Regions from separate parts of the Hordeum vulgare genome. Here region 2 is linked to region 1. Evidence: chromatin contacts called from public Hi-C data. All regions are on one chromosome and are shown on one strand. Each heading gives the region's core, a stretch centred on a gene start, on an enhancer-like site or on the middle of the called end of the contact. The rest is flanking DNA. Distances are from core to core; before and after follow the strand shown. Region 1 holds the start of LOC123425677. Region 2 holds the start of LOC123425678 (brefeldin A-inhibited guanine nucleotide-exchange protein 5).

Region 1 (2,809 bases), core at 163-2,662:
CTCACATTTTTTCCAAAGGCCACACTGGAGCACATGGCTGCAATCGAACTTCGAGGTCTCATATGCAAAACGTTGCAACAGCGTTCAGTCGCACCATCCATTAATTGTGAACCGGCAGCGATAGCTAGTGACCCTGTAATCAAGAAGACCAAGGCAAGGATCGCTAGTGGCCCTGCAATCAATAAGACCGCTGCTGAGCCTGTATTAAAGAAGACCACGGCAGCGCTAGCTAGTGAGCCTGTAATAAAGAAGACAGTGGCTGGGATAACAAGTGAGCCTGTGATGAAGAAGACAGTGGCTGGGATAGCTAGTGAGCCTGTAGCCAAGAAGGCGGCTGCAGGGATAGCGAGTGAGCCTGTAATCAAGAAGACGGCGGCAGGGATAGCGAGTGAGCCTGTAATCAAGAAGACTGCTGCAAGGGTTGCAAGTGACCCAGTAAGCAAGAAGGCGGCGGCAGGGGCTGCTAGTGCCCCTGCAACCAAGAAAATTTCTCGAACATTGCCGCCGGTACGTCATGTGCCTCGTGATGCAAAGAGAAGCAAGGTTTCCTCAAGGGAGAGCGGAAGCACTGTCAGCCAGGGTGAGAGCGAGACCAAGGACGACCCCGCGGATGCAGCGGCAACTGCTGATGAAAAAACCGTTGAGAGAAGCGTGCCAGCCGCCAAGAAGCGAGGGGTCGGGCGGCCTCCAAAGAGCGGGCAAAAGCGCGCCGCCACTGTGCCGCCGCAAGACAGTCCTAGCAAAGGCAGGAAGAGGACTCGACGGTGACAGGGAGAAGCGACGCCGTGGATATGCAGACGTGTTGTGTACAATCCTACAAGGAGGTCCTAGAGTAGCTCCATCCAGTGTTGTGTACCACCCTGTCAAAGACTAGGCAAAGGGAATCAGGATGTTTTGTAACAGGAAGGAGTGGTGGTTTTCCTGGTGTTTTGTTTAAGGTCAGCTAGATGAAGCGCAACTTTTGTCTGTAGAGATGTGATCCGAGTTGTTAGGCGCTATATATATGTCTGTTATAACTGTATATGTAATACCCTTAGAACTTTCCTTGGTCAAGTATATGCCAGCGCAGAATTTTGGAGACAGGTGTTGATGTCTGTAGGAGTCAATTCCTTTTTTGCTCTTGGTTCGGGGACGTCGTGATCTGGAGCAACAAGAGAGGGTAGTTTGTCAAGAGTAGCATTGAAATTGAAGCATTTTTTTTTTGAGGGGGTTGAAATTGAAGCAGCTGTGGTGGGTCGGGGCCTCCACATTCCTGGGCCGCGCGGGGACCGAGGGAACCACGAAACAAACCAAGCGGAAAACCCGGTCGTGGCAGGCAGCCGAGCCGAAACGGGCTGCTCGCATCGCGCAACGCCCGTCTCCTGTGGCGGCATCACCCCGGCGCTGCCTCTCTCTCCCTCGCCAGTCGCCAGTCAGTCGGGTCGTCGTCACCTCGCGTGGCGCCGCTGCGAGTGACGGGTGCGGGTCACCCTTCCTCCGAACGTCGCTGTCTCGCCCGCCCGCTCAAGCGGCCGCGTCTGGCTCCGCCTCCGCGCGCGCCCGTGCCTTTCCCGATCTCTCTCCAAGGCATTTCCTCCTCCTCTTCCTCCTCCACGAGATAGCAGCGGCGCCCGTGCCCTCCGCGCGGAGGAGAGGAGACGACGAGACGCCTCTCCGCCGATCGTCCCTCGTCCGCCCCGGTTGCCCCATCCGCCTCCGCGGTATTGTCCCTTATCTTCTCCTCATGCCCAGCACTCCAGTAGTATCTCCGTCTCCGTGTATCGATTGGGTTTCGAGATTTCTACACTCCGATTGCGCGCTGGCTGCGCGTCCTCGCACCCGCGTTTCCAAATCCCAGAGCGCGCCTCGCCGTTCGCCGCGAGCTGCGGGTGGACAGGGTGACTTGGCCGTGGATGTGTAGACATCGTCACGTCACCGACGCGCAGGGCAATATGTGCGTCGTGTGTCTCGTGCTTGCAAGGGATTTATTGATTGATTGGTTGATGATGAGAGGGCCGTCCTTTTTTCTTTGTTGCTCGCGCGAAGCGAACAAACGGAATGACATTTTTTAAAGGGATCGAATGTCGTTTCTCTTCAGTGTTTTCATCAAGTAACGCCCCAGGGTTCTGTCGTCACTCTGAAAACATACTCAGCCTCTGCAGTTTTTTTTATGTCGTGAATGCAGGGTTCCATGAACGGAGAAAAGTAGCGCCTAGTGGGACAAGGTGGGTTCCCTTGTGCTTCCTTCATTTACTTAATGCTTCATTTGTTGTGAAATCCTGCTAAAATGCAGGGTTGCTTGGTTCTGCAGAATGGTCACAGGAGCTGCTGTCACTGCTCTAAGATGAGACTGAGGCTGCGTCTGCTTGTTCTGTGCTTGATGATAATCCTATTTGTGGTTTACAACATGGCAAGCTACCAACGCAGACAGACGGCGGTAACGCTCAACCTTTTCTGAAATTCCCCTTTATATTCTGCTCGACAGACGATGCTCAGCTCATCCGATTATCCGCTGTTACAGTTGGATGAAGACGCTCCCCCGTTTGATACGATGATGGTATGTGAACCCATCGTCTCCATCAAACGGACAAATTGTTTTGTTTGCTGCGCTAGTCTTGAAGCAGATAGTCTTTTGTTGCCGAGGCGTTGACTAGCTCCATTGTACATATCAGGAGTCTGACAGGGCTGCTGTTAAGGTATCTGGGACTGGGAGAGCTACTGCCAAGGTGACACACAGAGCTGCTTCTACTGCTAGGGTCGGGTTTTTGCCTCATGGTATAGTGGAGCCTTACTCCGACATGGAGCTCAAGCCACTATGGCTCACAAGAAG
Region 2 (2,809 bases), core at 146-2,645, 380 kb after region 1:
TGATGGTAAAAGTTTCCACGCCCTCGGCCTGGGCCTTGTGTGCCCGAGGCCTGGCTCCACTACTCGCGTCGATGGGAGCTAGGTGAAACTCTAATCGCCTTATTTACCCGAGAGCCATGAGACGAAGCGGTATCCCTACGATACTTCAACTTTATTAGCGAGGACTTTTTTGGTCCACTCAAACCTCTTAATAGTTTTCTTTGTTCTTTCTATGTTATATCAAACACTCTCATGTAAAATCATGTAGCATTATAATCCTATAAAAGATCCAAGTTAATATAAGATAATACTTTAATCAAACCTTTTCCTATTCTCTTGATTTGAAAATTGGGTTAACCAAAGAGGACCTAAAATTGTGAGTCATGGGAACTAAGCCTTTTTTTTGAAAAACCAAGCTTAACTTAGATGAAACCAACCCACCCGGCTTCAAATCTTAGATTTGATACAAGTGCTCACATATTTTTTGAATTTATTTCAGTCTCTCGTACATTAATTTTTTAATAATATGATGTGCCCCACAACTGTGGGGTACCTCACGACTACGTCAATTTCAAGATCTCCCGACTCAATATTTCAAAGGTGCTCATAGAACAAGAGCGCATGCACTTATTCATAAGTGTAAGTGTGCGTGTATTGTGACTGTTTGCTTCTGTACCATGTTTCTAAAATTATTAATCATATACATGGTACAATGACGTGAACCAGTATCATGATTACATTATTTTACCAAATGATGGTAAGAATTTGTATGGGATAAATATGCAAAGAGAGTTTGTGATTTAAGATCTATACATAAATGAGCATAACAACTATAGATCAAACACCGAGACGTAAGTAAATGCAACCTGGCTTTATATGTGGGCTCTGTTCAGTTAGGAAGATAGAATGTATTCGGATTTAGATGTATATGTCATCTTAGGTTGTGCATTGCGATCAAGACAGAAAGGAAAATGAGAAAAATTAATGTTAATTTTACTAATTAATACCATTACATGCAAGGAATTGATCAATGCATGTCGTGCTAGGTTAGTCTCAAGTCATTAAAAGTATACATGCATCATGTCTTTTATTGGTTGATTTCTTTATTCATCTTAAAAAACAACAAAAAAGGTGAAAGTTAATGCATCATGCCTTAATATTTTGAGATTATTTGATTTTCGTAACATGATTTATAAACCGAGACCGATGGAGTATACATTGCAAAACTGTAAATGCTTGATGAGGTGATTAGCAAAACAAAACAAAACCATCGTTTGTCGACGTGTTCTCCCATAGGCCCGTCTGGCCTAAACCTTTGCGCACACGCACCGAATCTTCTGCACAGATAGTCTGCTACTGCGTGTGCGTGGGAGGTCGTGGCAAGGCAAAGTATATTGCCGTGAAAGAAATTTGGCAAATGGTCCTGGCGATCCGTTGAAACCCGCGATCGAAACAGGTCGACGAGTGAGGCGCCCAGATCCAAACCCCCCTCCCCTCTCTCTCTCTCTCTCTCTCCAGATCTCGCGTCCCCTCCCTCTCCTCGGATCTAACCACTCCATTTCCTCCCCACTCGCCCCGCCGCGACCCGGAGGAGGAGGAGGAGGAGGGAGATCCGCCGCGGCCATGGCGGGCGCCGCGGGAGGCTTCGTCACCCGGGCCTTCGAGGCCATGCTCAAGGAGTGCTCCGCCAACCGCGGCAAGTTCGCCGCGCTCCAGCAATCCATCCAGTCCTACCTCGGTGCGTCCACGCCTTCCGCCACCACCCCGCGCATTGGGGATACCGCAGCTGCGCGCGCGCGCCCGATCGGTGATCGACTAAGCTCTGGTTTGCGTGTCTGTCGCAGATGCCATCAAGGGGGCGGCGGCCCAGGAGCAGCAGGAGGACGGCGCGCCGGCGCCTGTCACGCATGTGCTGGCCTCGGCCGGGCGCGTGCTGGAGGGCACCCAGGCCGAGCTGGTGCTGCAGCCGCTGCGCCTCGCCTTCGAGACCAAGCACATCAAGCTCGTCGAGCCGGCGCTCGACTGCCTCCATGTAATGTCTGTCTCCTTTTCCTGGTCGTTGCTACCTCTTCACCCGCCGGAGGCTTACAAACCAGAAACCGGGTTACATTGTCGCCGCAAATGCGGTGCGGCAAGAGTGATCGTTCACTACGGTAGCAAACTTGAATTGATCTTTCACTACAGCAGCAGGCCCCCCTGAAAGGCATTGGTCCTTGGGGCTGGGATGCCCTGTGTAGGGGATACTTTATTTGCTGATGTGGTGATAGATGGTGTATGAGACCATTGTTGTTCATTCCATATGACTGGAAGCATTACACAACCCCTTGCATTTGGCCATCTGGGTTCGGGATGTAAACAGTCTCTATACTGTTTTGACAAGCATACAATTCTGACAAGATCGACATCGGTCATAGACTATCATCATGTATGTACTGGATGTTGGACCAAACTTGGAGTCGGAGAGTAAAATCAGTGCGTATGCATAGACAGCTATTACCAAATTGATTCATAACTGAAAGGTTTTAGTTGACAAACTTAACATAAGTGTTATTGTAACAAGACAACAAAACTTTCAGTTAGAAAAAGACCACAAAACAGGCAAATGAAGATGCTTACTTCAGTTCTATGCTTGTTATATTGGTATAGTTTTGTTTATTTGGCAGTTCATTTGTCTACTATTCATAAACATCAATGTAAATCTGAATATAAGTCCACAGCTATCACATATACATATATGGTGTGTACCATACCTTGTCCATATGGTATCCAATATATGGCCTTTCGTTGTGTTTGCTAGCTCAGGATATGCTACACTGCAAGGGTGTCTAGA

Evidence for each region. A called contact is a pair of places that touch in the nucleus more often than the background predicts.
Region 2: a Hi-C map of seedling shows a contact between it and region 1, with 6 times the contacts expected there. The contact joins the promoter of LOC123425678 here to the promoter of LOC123425677 in region 1. A contact is called at or near these places in 3 of 6 Hi-C or Micro-C datasets (leaf and seedling) and 1 of 1 datasets of contacts at active chromatin or transcription factors (embryo).

Annotation. Positions count from the first base shown.
Region 1 is chr2H:163,481,194-163,484,002 of MorexV3_pseudomolecules_assembly, forward strand. LOC123425677 reads left to right here and starts at 1,413. Exons shown (of 16, transcript XM_045109381.1): 1 at 1,413-1,700; 2 at 2,165-2,204; 3 at 2,291-2,416; 4 at 2,501-2,536; 5 at 2,652-2,809. The coding sequence starts at 2,324. It overlaps LOC123425676, which reads left to right. Exons shown (of 5, transcript XM_045109380.1): 5 at 1-1,082. The coding sequence ends at 768.
Region 2 is chr2H:163,862,208-163,865,016 of MorexV3_pseudomolecules_assembly, forward strand. LOC123425678 (brefeldin A-inhibited guanine nucleotide-exchange protein 5) reads left to right here and starts at 1,396. Exons shown (of 32, transcript XM_045109385.1): 1 at 1,396-1,717; 2 at 1,824-2,011. The coding sequence starts at 1,603.